2 separate regions of the Danio rerio genome follow, and region 2 is linked to region 1. A link is a contact called in public HiChIP or PLAC-seq data. All regions are on one chromosome and are shown on one strand. The core of a region is the stretch at or near the end of the contact, and the rest is flanking DNA. Distances in the headings are between cores, read along the strand shown. Region 1 holds the start of meox1 (mesenchyme homeobox 1). Region 2 holds the start of dhx8 (DEAH (Asp-Glu-Ala-His) box polypeptide 8).

The links. HiChIP or PLAC-seq counts read pairs in DNA pulled down with a chosen protein or histone mark.
Region 2: a contact with region 1 is called in an H3K4me3 HiChIP or PLAC-seq map of gastrula embryo, with 6 times the contacts expected there. The contact joins the promoter of dhx8 here to the promoter of meox1 in region 1. A contact is called at or near these places in 3 of 18 Hi-C or Micro-C datasets (caudal fin, embryo and hematopoietic stem cells) and 2 of 4 datasets of contacts at active chromatin or transcription factors (embryo and gastrula embryo).

What each region holds. Positions count from the first base shown.
Region 1 is chr12:29,301,033-29,307,248 of GRCz12tu, reverse strand. meox1 (mesenchyme homeobox 1) reads right to left here and starts at 2,409. Exons shown (of 3, transcript NM_001002450.2): 1 at 1,718-2,409. The coding sequence starts at 2,183.
Region 2 is chr12:29,436,823-29,443,038 of GRCz12tu, reverse strand. dhx8 (DEAH (Asp-Glu-Ala-His) box polypeptide 8) reads left to right here and starts at 3,877. Exons shown (of 23, transcript XM_021480343.3): 1 at 3,877-4,026; 2 at 5,052-5,137; 3 at 5,242-5,314; 4 at 5,470-5,561. The coding sequence starts at 3,918. spata20 (spermatogenesis associated 20) reads right to left here and starts at 2,648. Exons shown (of 16, transcript XM_073918539.1): 1 at 2,389-2,648; 2 at 968-1,105. The coding sequence starts at 2,594.

The sequences.
Region 1 (6,216 bases), core at 1,160-3,659:
ATGGATAAGAATGTAGAAGTGGGATCGCAGGCAAGTTATATTACAGACGTGGTCTGGCTTGTTTCGACCGCAAGTGATGTAGGGTTACATTAAGGTAACTTTGAGAAGGAAAGGGTATATTTATTCCCCACATTAGACTATAAGGCCTGGATGCATTGTTATAGTAGAGGGCCTGATGATGTATTCGAACTAATCATTTTTACATGCCACTCATAACCTATATATTGTCCTGCTGTTTTAGCCAATCCAATCGAAAGCACAATTGGGGAAAGTTATTTATCTTTAAGAAATTTTTCCTGATCCCAGAAAAGCAAAGTGTCTCAGTTTCCACAGCAGGGCTGAGAGATTAAATTAATGCACCAGATGTGCCACAAACACTGAGGTTCACTTTTCCTTCTCCTGGAATAACGTGAAATTGAAAATATGGCTAGTGTTCATTATTAAAATGATGTAGACTTAATCAAATCTTCATAATCAGCCAGACACTGTAAGACTTGCCGGAAACTACATTTAAGATAGTAAAATGGGTGAATAGGAAGTTTCAGTCTTGAAATCTTTGTTGTGGTGGCTTAAACTAGTTTGATACAGAGAGTACAGTGACATTAAGGTAATTATAATAAAAATAAAAACTTTAAGATCAATCATTTCTGTACATTTCTGATACTAGGAACAGAAGATGCTGGCATGAATTTCTATTTAGATGAATCTTCAAATTTTTATTTATATCAATAATACATATTACACATAGAACTCCAGCTCAAATACATTCATCACCATTAAATCTGATCAATAACATTTCCGATCTTCTATAATCAAAATAAATGTTGTAGAAAATCCGATTTGGGTTGAGAAAATGGCACAGATATTACAGAACGCCAAAAAGGTGATTTAAAAACAATAGCAAACACTTTAAAGTGGAACTTTACCTAAGAGCCTCCAACAATGGAAGGAAGCAACAGCAGAATAATATGCAGAAAACAATATGTTAAGGGTCATCCTTCTAGTGCACGCTTGCTGTGAGGAGTTTTAAATAGAATACCTGTAATAAAAGTCTATTACTTATTTAAAGACACTTAATCCTATTCAGTTCTATCATCACTTACCCTCATATCATTCAAAAGCTTTATTATTATTATTATTATTATTATATATACCATTATTAGTATTATTATTATTATCATTATTATTAATTCATTAATTCATTTTCTTTTCAGCTTAGTCCCTTTATTAATTAGGGGTCAACACAGCGAAATGAATCACCAACTTACCCAGCACATGTTTTACACAGTGGATGCCCTTAAAACTATTATTATTATTTGATTTTATTATTATTATTATTATTATTATTATTATTATTATTATTATTATTATTATTATTATTATTGTGAAACACACATACTTAAAATTAAAATCACTAGGACCCCATTGACTTTAAATATATAGAGAAATATTAATGACTGATAGAATTGAGTGCTCTGCAAAAAAAAAAAATATCATTCAGGTTTGAAATGACATCAATCTTTTTGAATAAACATTGACCATTCTCACTATAACCTCAGCAAGGATGTTCTCAACCAGATCTACTCAAACCAACTAATGTTATTTTTGATATCAAGTAACTTGCACATTTCTCAAAAAAAAAAAAAAACAACCACATGACTATGACTGAATACCTCCAGTCATCATATCTCATTTGTTCTTGCCTACAGTGACTCACCTGTGACTTCTCTTTTCCGCTTGGAGCTTTTTTTTTCAGTGTCGACTGCAGGCACACTTTGAGGTGAATAGTCTCCCTCGAGACACCCAGTGACTGCTCCAGCCAGCCTGTCTCCCCCTGCACTGTCCATTTCAGCTCCCACTGCCTCAGCCGCCCCCTGGCACGGCTCTTGCCCTCTGCCTCTGGGCTCGCATGGAGAGAACTGCCACTCTGTCCTCTGGTACCCGCTGTGCGTCTCCGGATAGAGTCTGTCCTCCCGAGGGTACGCATGTGGCGCTGGCACCAGGCAGGAGCTGGAGAAGTCTGTGTAGGCCAGGAAGTCATGCTTCTGGTGCAGAGCAAACGGGGCCTGCTGGTAAGGCTGAATCCCGGCTCCGGAGCCACCTGAATGAGGACTCCTGACGCATCCCCATAAAGCGCCACCCGTATGAGGGCTCCGCATGCAACTGCTGGCTGACTGTTCCATACTGAAGAATTAGTGGAGTCCTTAAGGATGCAGCTTGTTGGGAAATATCCACTTCAGCATGTGCCTCCTTTGCAGAACAACTAGGAAATCAAAGACCTTCCTGATGCGGCCTTTCCTTGGCATAACACATCAGCTCTCAGTCTCTCATTTGGTGTGCAGGCTGACCCACTACATCCACTCGCAGCTCTACACACTCTTTTCACAGCTCGGAGACATTCCTGACAAGCGATCCCTCCTCCTTTTTAAACGCTTAGGTGGGAAAGAGTAGCAAGTTTATGGAGTGTAACGTGAGCTTGCAGAGGAGGAGTCCTGGGTTCCACATGTTGGTGCCCCCCAAAACCCAGCCCTGCCTCATATACTATTAATCATGGGGGATTTTATATGCACATCTAATGGGATTTCCAGGTGCTGGCTTTTTAAAGGAACATTGTCTGTAAAATATCAAATGAACACCCACACAGGAAAGTTGACCGGATTCTCTTTTTCTGCATCTATATCCCCAGAACACTTATTTTCACTTTTTTTTCAATGGTTTTATTTATTTTTTTTTGGGGGGGAATTTGCTCGTTTTTAGTTGTGCCTTTCTTTTACGCTGGTGCTCTGCGGTTTGTGTTATGGATGTGTGGAGTGGAGTTTCTCTCACACTTGTTAGAAAGGCCTGATTTAAGTAGTGATTTCTTCCACACCTCTTGCGCACACAAGCTCTATAGGGGAACAAACACACAAACATGCTCTAATTTGTTTTGACACCAGATTAGTTTAAATACTCATTAGCATCTTAATTGATTAAATAATTCATAAGAAATATGTCTTATTTTACAAACAAATGTATACCAACAATTACAGTGTTGCACATACACTGTAAAACCCAAAAAGAAAAGGTAACTCAAATTATTTGAGGAAACTGATTGCAACAAACCCTAAGTTCAAAAACTAATACTAATTTGAGTAAATTAAGCAATTTGAGCACAGTAAAACCCAATAAATGAAGAGAACTCAAACAAACCGAGCACTGTAAAACCCAACCAATTAAGTCAAACCATTTGCCAATGCCAAACTCAAACCATTTGAGGAAACCGATTGCAACAAACCATTTGAGTTAATAAACTAATCTATATGAGTACTGTGAACTTGCTCCATTAAAGTTGAAGTAATGAGGTATTTAATTAACTCATTACCTTCAACACTGAGTTCAAAACTCTTTTCAAATAAGTACAATTGACTCAGTAAATTGACTATACTCATTTCATTTGATGAAGTTGACTGTTGGGTTTTACAGTGTAGCAGTGTGTTGTGTACAGATTTATTATATGTTTTATAAAATGTAGTTTGAATAAATGTACAGTTTGGGGTTAGTCATTTATATTTTTAATTTATTAACTTGTATTTATTTGTATTTTCTTAATATAAATCTATGAGTTGTTTTATTCTCTCCCCGGAAACTTGCTTGAAAATACAGTGAAATCAGTACAATTGTGAGATATTACAATTTAAAATAGCACTTTTATATTTTTTTCTGTAATTGATTGACTATAATTGACTAATTTTAGAATCTTTAGAATTATTTGATGAACAAAGTTCAAAACAGCATTGTTTAGCTCATTTCAAAAACAAACACTGCTGCACTGTAAAACCCAGTAAGTTAGAGGAACTCAAACCGTTTGAGGAAATCGATTGCAACAAACCATTTAAGTTAAAAAAAACTAATCCTAATGAGTACCTTGAAGTTAATTCACTTGAGTAAACAAAGCAATATGAGCACTGTAAAAGCCAATAAATGAAGAGAACTCAAACCAATTACATTCTGTAAAACCCAATAAGTTAAGGCAACTCAAACCGTTTGAGGAAACCGATTGCTACAAACCATTTGAGTTTAAAATCTAATATATATGAGTACTATGAACTTACTCAAATTGAAGTAATGATATAATTAAAAGTGTTGATTGAGCATTAATGATGTACGCCTGCTGTTAACAAGCACAATCACTTAAGAGAAACACAAAACAACTGTTGTATATTATTAATGCTCAATCAACACATACTAAACCACTTAATGAACTCATTGCCTTCAACACAGCTCAAAACTCTTTTCAAATGAGTAGTATTAACTTTCAGTAAATTTTGAGTTAACTACACTCATTTCATTTTATAAAGTTGACTGTTGGGTTTTAACTCATGTTATGAACCAATTTCCAAAAATATTGTTATTGCAATGACACAGTTTTTTTTTTTAATAATACATTGTTCAATTAATGCTCAATTTCTTTCAAAACAAATATTACTGTTTTATATTACAATTTCTAGGAAAAGTTATAGTTATTTAAATTGTTTTGAAAAATAGAAAGTTGAAAAGAACAACATTACTTGAAATTGAAATGATTGGTAACACTATAATAGATTTCTTTCAAAAACATTTTGCAAAATAAATCTATGATTATATTATATTATATTATATTATATTATATTATATTATATTATATTATATTATATTATATTATATTATATATATATTTTTTGGCTTAGTCCCTTTATTAATCCGGGGTTCTGCCACAGCAGAATGAACCGCCAACTTTTCCAGCATGTTTTTACGCTGGGATGCCCTTCCAGCCACAACCCTTCTCTGGGTAACATCCACACTCACTCACTCATTCACACTCATACACTACGGACAATTTAGCCTACCCAATTCACCCGCTGCACATGTCACCACATGACTGCTACGAGTGTGATATTGCATTTATACAACAGTTTGACGGCATAATTGTATATATAAAAACAAAATCAAACACAGGGAGTCTCAAAAACCCTTTTGTATGAGGAACTTCTTTCTTCCGGATTCAAATCATAAGCTGACAGTTAAACAGCTTAGCAATCATCTTTTAAAGATTCTAACGCCACTTTAGATCTGAAGTGTCTGCTTGTTTCTGGCTGTATGTGGGCAGAGTAATAAACAAAGGCTAAAGAGGCTGTACGGGTGCTGATATTACTTAAATAGATCCTGGCTCTTAGCCAATCAGATTCGAGAACCGGAAAGAACTGTTGTATAAATTATATTATATTATATTATATTATATTATATTATATTATATTATATTATATTATATTATATTATATTATATTATATTCATTTTCTTTTCGGCTTAGTCCCCCTATCAACCTGGGGTCGCACAGTGGAATGAACCGCCAACCTATCCTGCATATGGTGTACGCAGCAGGAGCCTTTCCAGCTGCAACCCATCACTGGGAAACATCCATACACACCCATACACAACGGACAATTTAGCCCACTCAATTCCCCTATACTGCATGTCTTTGGACTGGATGAACATGAGAACATGAAAACTCCAAACAGAAATGCCTATTGACCCAGCTGATGCTCGAACCAGTGACCATCTTGCTGTGAGGTGAACATGTTCCAGTTTCCCTCACAGTCCAAAGACATGTGCTATAGGTGAATTGAATAAACTAAATTGGCCGTAGTGTATGTGTGTGAATGTCAGTGTGTATGGTTGTTTCTCAGTACTGGGAATTATATATTATATTATATTATATTATATTATATTATATTATATTATATTATATTATATTATATTATATTATATTATATTATATTATATTATATTATATTATATTATATTATATTATATTATATTATATTAATACAAATTTTGCAACACTATCACTTAATAAATCAATTTATTGAATAAATCAATTAATCATAATTTGAGATTCGAATGGGAAAATATTATTATCAGAAATATGTGTCTTTGTGTGTGCATGTTGGTTTCTTCTAAATACACACTGACGAAGATATTCCTCCTATCCATGTTCCGTATTGTTAGCAATCATGCAGTCTGTAATTATATTATATTGGTGTTCCAAACATGAAGTCATTTCTCCTGCATTTTAGCCATGTGTTTGCTCTGGCAAGTTCTCTGTTGAGCAGAATTCACTTGCCATGTCAAAGTGGTTGAGGTTGGAATCTCTCTCTATTTCTTTCTGCCTGTATAACAAGTGATGGAAAGCAAACATG
Region 2 (6,216 bases), core at 2,628-5,127, 130 kb before region 1:
ATTTGATTTGAAACGCGACTGTGACTGTCTCGTGTACACACGCTAATGGCGGATATGCGTGAACAGAGATGAGCAAAGGCCCAAATCTGCATTTGTTGACAGACAGTTTGAGCTACTTATCGAAATTATGGGAGATGTTGGCCCGATAATAATTAATTAGATGTATTTTTTTTAGTTGTATGCCTTACCCAGAATATAATAACACATATAAACACATTTAGATCATTCATTTTAATCATTAATATTGGGCTGTGAAGAGATTTTCCACCAGCACAACTAAAATGTTTCTGAAGACAATCACCAACTGCACATTTAAAGTCATTACATGAAAGTAATATGATTAGCTGAGTAATTTTAAGCTCATCTAAAGATCATTTTACACTAGTGATGTGGCATTTGAACTGAGGCATTGAGATTTGAGAATAAAAAGCATGGTATATGAAACCTCTATTCAAGGCTTGTGTGGTTGATGTAAAAGTTACGTGGCAAATGACAAACAAGGCCTCGGTTTTGTGTTAAGTATATTATCGGTTAGGTCTGAGAGTTCAAAACTCATGCCACCTTATTGGGGTGTTGTGGTGTTTCAGAAGGGTGTCAAAGAGAAGCAGCAGAATGTAATGTAATGTGTATTTATATAGCGCATTTATTGTAAATGGCCATACGCCCAAAGCGCTTCACAGTCATGAGGGGGGTCTCTCCACACCACCACCAGTGTGCAGCATCCACTTGGATGATGCAAAGGCAGTCACAGGACAACAACGCCAGTACGCTCACCACACACCAGCTATTCGGAGATTGCAGAGACAGTGATACAGCCAATTCAGAGGATGGGGATGATTGGGAGGCCATGATCTTAAGGACCGATTGAGGGACTTCGGCCAGGACACCGAAGCGATACATTTAATTTCAAAGAGTTGGTATTGACATTGTATCATACAGTGCAATGTAATATTTCAGAGACCCTCACCAGTCCACAGGGTTGTGTGCATGTTGTAAAAGATAGGAGGACTTTTCTTGACTCAGGCGGTTGGTATACTTTGGGGTCTTTAGTCTGTCCGGACTGTCACTTCCTGATGCCATGCTAAAGAAAAACACTCCAGAAAACCTGAAAACAATCAGAGAATATGGCTTTGGTAAATCAAATCATTAATGAAGCTTTATGACTGTGTCACTAAGCTCCTATAGATTAGGGCTGCATGATATTGGAAAAATATGATATTGTGCAATAATTTATTTTTCTGTAATAAATATTGCAATGTGAATACAGTTTCACAACATGGTTTGAATAGCACTATTTGACAGTTTAATGGGGAGTCTAACACTATGCAGATACAGAAATTGATTAATTACAATAAAAAATATACTTTTCTTATGTTTTTTTTTTAATTTAAGTCCAAATATCAAATATATTCTTAGAGCAAGTCAAAATATTGTTTGGTTTTAACCATCAGAAGAAATAAGTCCAAATTAAGAGTTTATTTTGTTTTTGTTTTTTTAAGCAAGCTAAATTATCTGCCAGTGGGGTAAGTGAAATAATCTTGTTTTTGCTTTAAAATGTAGATATTTGAACTCAAAACAAGACAAAAATTCTGAGTAAGGTTTTTTTGTTGTTGCATAAATCATATAAATTATGTATAAATACAGTAAATAACTACAATTTGTTAACTATAATTCAGACTCGACATTGCAGATCTCTGCGATGTGACTATTGCGGATGCACATGCAATATCGATGCTAAAACGATATATTGTCCAGCCCTACTACAGATAACTTTAATTTAAACGGAACCAGTGAATTACTATAAATAAATAAATAAATAAATTCATAAATAAATAAATCATTAAATGAATAAACAAATAAAATACATAACTAAATACATATGAAATCTACACTGTTTATTTTTAAGCATACAAATTAAAGCATATTTGCTGAAACAAAACAAACTTAAACCACCTTTTTAATGGTGTTCAAGCCTGGTTTTAATTCAGTCTGGTAAACTTTCCAAATGTCTGTCCGGCTAAGACTTGCTTAAACTAGCCAGCAAAGCAGTTCAGGCAAAAGCATGTCAGTTTTTAATTTGTAAACAAACTTGAGGAACAGTTAAAAGCTCACAGTAACATACGTTCAGGGTGTAAACAAGGACTGTCTAAAATTTTGTAAGCTAATCAGGACATTCATCTTTTAATATGTAGCCTAATTAACGTAAATGTGTACAATGGAAAGCATATGTGGACGTCATCAGCTTACTAGGGTTTGAATCATTCAGTCATGATCTGTTAGCTGCAGTGCTAACGAAGCCTGTAGTGTTTTATAACCGGCTGTGGAAACACGGGCTCACACATTAATCAACTGGCCTACCGCACGACGGTGTCAGAGGTCAGCGCCTACCTGAAGCTGTCCCAGGACAATCTGGTACTGACAGGTACTGACTTTTGGCCAAACCAGTAGTCGTGTGGTAGTCGAGCGCACCGGTTCTTGGTTAAAGTATGATGGTTGTCTTTTCGCAGGGATCTGGTGAAGAGCTTGGCCTGTGAGATGTGCTTGATGGTGGTCGGTGATGTTGACCATGCGGAGCTCAGTCTCATCAGCATCATAGATCCGCACAGACCTGCGCGTGGTGCGGATTCACGCAGGAGCTGTTATTGGATGACCTGAAGTTCACACTTACAACACTAGATGTCGCGCTAGATCTGTTTTAAATCCACCATTAAACCAATAGATCAAAGTTTACTGGTTTTTGTCACGTTTGCGTACTCTCTTGTTTCTTTTTTATTGTTATGAATTGCTATTATTTAGTTTACAAATGTATATGTTTGTTTAACCCAAATCACATAATAGGCTACTTCTTGAAGAGAAAGTGGTGGCTAATCTGAAATAAACACATCCTTTTTATTTTTTATATATTACATTTAGGGCAATTTAATTGAACAAACTGAAATTTAATTAAAACCATCTTATTTGATTAACTTATATCTATATCTATTGTGTACTGTATTTTCGGTAAAACTTTTTTTTTCCTGCAACAAATTCCTCCTAGACTGTACTTTAAAAAATTGGCTCAAACTACTGCTGTATTTAAAATAAGCTGCAACAACACACTTTGTGAGATTTTTTTGGACAACTTAATAGTATTATGTTCAATTCACTTAAATTGAAACAATTAGGTTAACGGTTGGGAAAACAAAAGGATTTGTGTGTAACCCTTTTTCCCCCTCAAATTTCTCACTATTTACTCTTAAGTGGTTAAAATATGTATGGCTTATTGGCTTTTAGATCAATTTACTCTGGGTGCTCTGGTTTCCCCCACAATCCAAATATGCCTGTAAACAATAAAAAGATTTGAATAAACTAAATTGACCGTAGTATATGTGTCTAAATGAATGTGTATCTTTCCCTGTACTGGGTTGCAGCTGGAAGGGCATCCATTGTGTAAAACACGTGCTGGATAAGTTGGGGGTTCATTCCACTGTAGTGACCCCTGATGAAGGGATTAAGCCGAAGGAAAATTAACGGTTCCTTTGTTAACATTAATTGGATCATAAACTAACTCTCTTAGAAAGATTAAAAGTACAACTGTTTTAGCGAAGATGCCAAACTATGGTTAGTAGGTTAGTGCTGCAAATCCCTGGTTAATTTGTGTGTGTGTGTGTGTGTGTGTGTGTGTGTGTGTGTGTGTGTGTTGTTCAGTGCTTGTGCATGTTACCTAACGTAGTTAATTCGTGATCATAAACAAATCCTGGCGTGTTACCGTATTTTTCAACAAATAATTTTATTATGAAAGATGTACACACAAATCATTTAGCAATATTTCCTTTGACCGTTAGAGGGCGATTGTAATGTAACCCGGAATAAGAAGTTACCGGACAAGCGATAGCAGTGCCATTTTCTTCCGGTGAAAAACAACAACATTGCTGAAGATGGCAGAGATCGGAGAAGACGAGCTCAAAAAGCTCGAATATTTGTCTCTGGTGTCTAAAGTTTGTACTGAACTTGACAACCATTTGGGAATAAATGATAAGGACCTTGGTAAGTTTATGAATCTACCGTGACCGTGTCACGTTGGTAACTAACGTTAGCTGGTTAGCCTCATTCCACAAGTACAGTCAAGGATTGTACGTCGTTACACGTTGTTACTTTACAGTCTAATTCTGTATTATATTATAACTTGAAGCGTGTTATGGGCAGTGATGTGGGCTTGTTTATTATTTTCAGAGCTACTTTGCAGATTGTTTATTTTAAAATACAACAGTGTTGCTTTTGGAGTTCTGTAAGGTCTTGAAGAGATAATTCAGCCAAAAACAAAAATCCTGTCATCATTTTCTTACTCTTTACTTGTGTCAAATGTTCGTGAGTTTGTACTGTTGAACACACGCACGCACACACATGATATTTTGAAGAAAGCTGGACAACTGTAACCATTGACTTTCACAATATTTGTTTCTCCTAAAATCTAAAATGGACTGTTTCGGGTTTATAGCTTTCTTCGAAACATCTTCTTTTGTGCTCAACAGAAGAAACTCTTAAAGGTTTAGAACCACTGGAGGGCAAGTAAATTTAATTTGTTTGGGTAAACCATCTCTTTAACTCGGAGTAAACATTCACTCACTCACAGAATGTCCTTCGGCTTAGATTGAAGTAGAGTTGGTTTTATATTCACACATTCCTTCAGTAACAACTTGTGACATGCTCCCGATATTGTTTACTATGGTATTTTGAATATTCAGTCTGAAGTACCATGTCAGTATGACTTCAAAACAACATCAGTACAGCACTATTTATTTGACTGAACATGGGTGTAGTCTGATGGTCATTGGCAGCTAATATGATTTCACTATTTAGAATTTGCAAAAAAAAAAAAATCTGAAATTATATTATTAAGGAGAACGTTCAAATATCTTAATATAAAATCAACCTTACCTCAATTCAGGTTAGTCCCTGATTTATCCTGGGTCACCACAGCAGAATGGACCAGCAATTAAATTTACTTGATAAATTTAACAAACCACTAAAGAAATCTGTGTTAACAGTTCGTTGCTTTTTATGTATTCCAGCTGAGTTTGTAATCAGTCTTGCTGAGAAAAACACAGCCTTTGATGGATTTAAGTCAGCACTGGTTAAGAATGGAGCAGATTTCACGGTAAATGATATAAATTAATCATTAAATAATATTATTGTATTATATTTCATAATCTTTGTTGCAGTTGTGGGACTAATTAAGCCCATATGACCTGTCTTTTTTAGGATTCACTCATCGGCAATTTGCTTCGTCTCATTCAAACAATGCGCCCTCCTGCAAAAGCATCTACCAGTAAAGGTAAGTGCATTTTGGGTCATTTGAGCTCATATTGATTTCACCAAAATTTTTATGCCAGTGAGACTTTTTGCATTTTTTCTTGCCATACTGTGATATTAAATTATTATTGTTTTTTTAATTGTCATGTTTTATGTAATTTTATGTTTTATGTACAGCCTCTTTTCCTGCGGTTAAGCCAAAAAATGAAAAAGACAAGCTGAAAGAGCTTTTCCCAGCTCTCTGCAGACCTGATAATCCTACTACCAGGGTAATTATTATAATTTACCTTAATGCATACATATTTGGCTTATTTAGGTGAAAAATGTCACATTTTGGTGTCTATTCCAAGTTATAATATTATATTAATTAATTATTAATGTTATATTCATAGTAGGGCTGCACAATATATTGTTTCAGTATCGATATTGCAATGTGATCATTCGCAATAGTCACATCATGAGTATATGCAATGTTGAGTCTGGATTATATTGGATCATTTTGCAAGTGTTTTCAAGGCCTGTAACTGTATGAGTGGTATAAAACCATTCAGGCTTAAGACATTGTTTCGTTTAAAAATGAAGATGATGCAGTATTATTTTACATTTGTCTTTTCATTTACTGTATTTCTAAATACAGTACGACTGCTCGGATAACAATAAGACTGTTTATTTAATTGGTATCCTTTTTCTTATTGAATTTATCTATGCTTGTAGATTGTTTATTATAATTTATGCACTCCCCTACAGAATCATCCCAATCAATCTAAAATGATATTTTTTTTTCTGAACATTTATTCAACTAATCTTATGAAATTATATTCATATCGCAGTACGCATTGCAGAATTAAAAAATATCGCAATGTTAGAATTTTCCAATATCATGCAGCCCTAACTCATAGGCAGTATATTTAATGTATGTGTCTA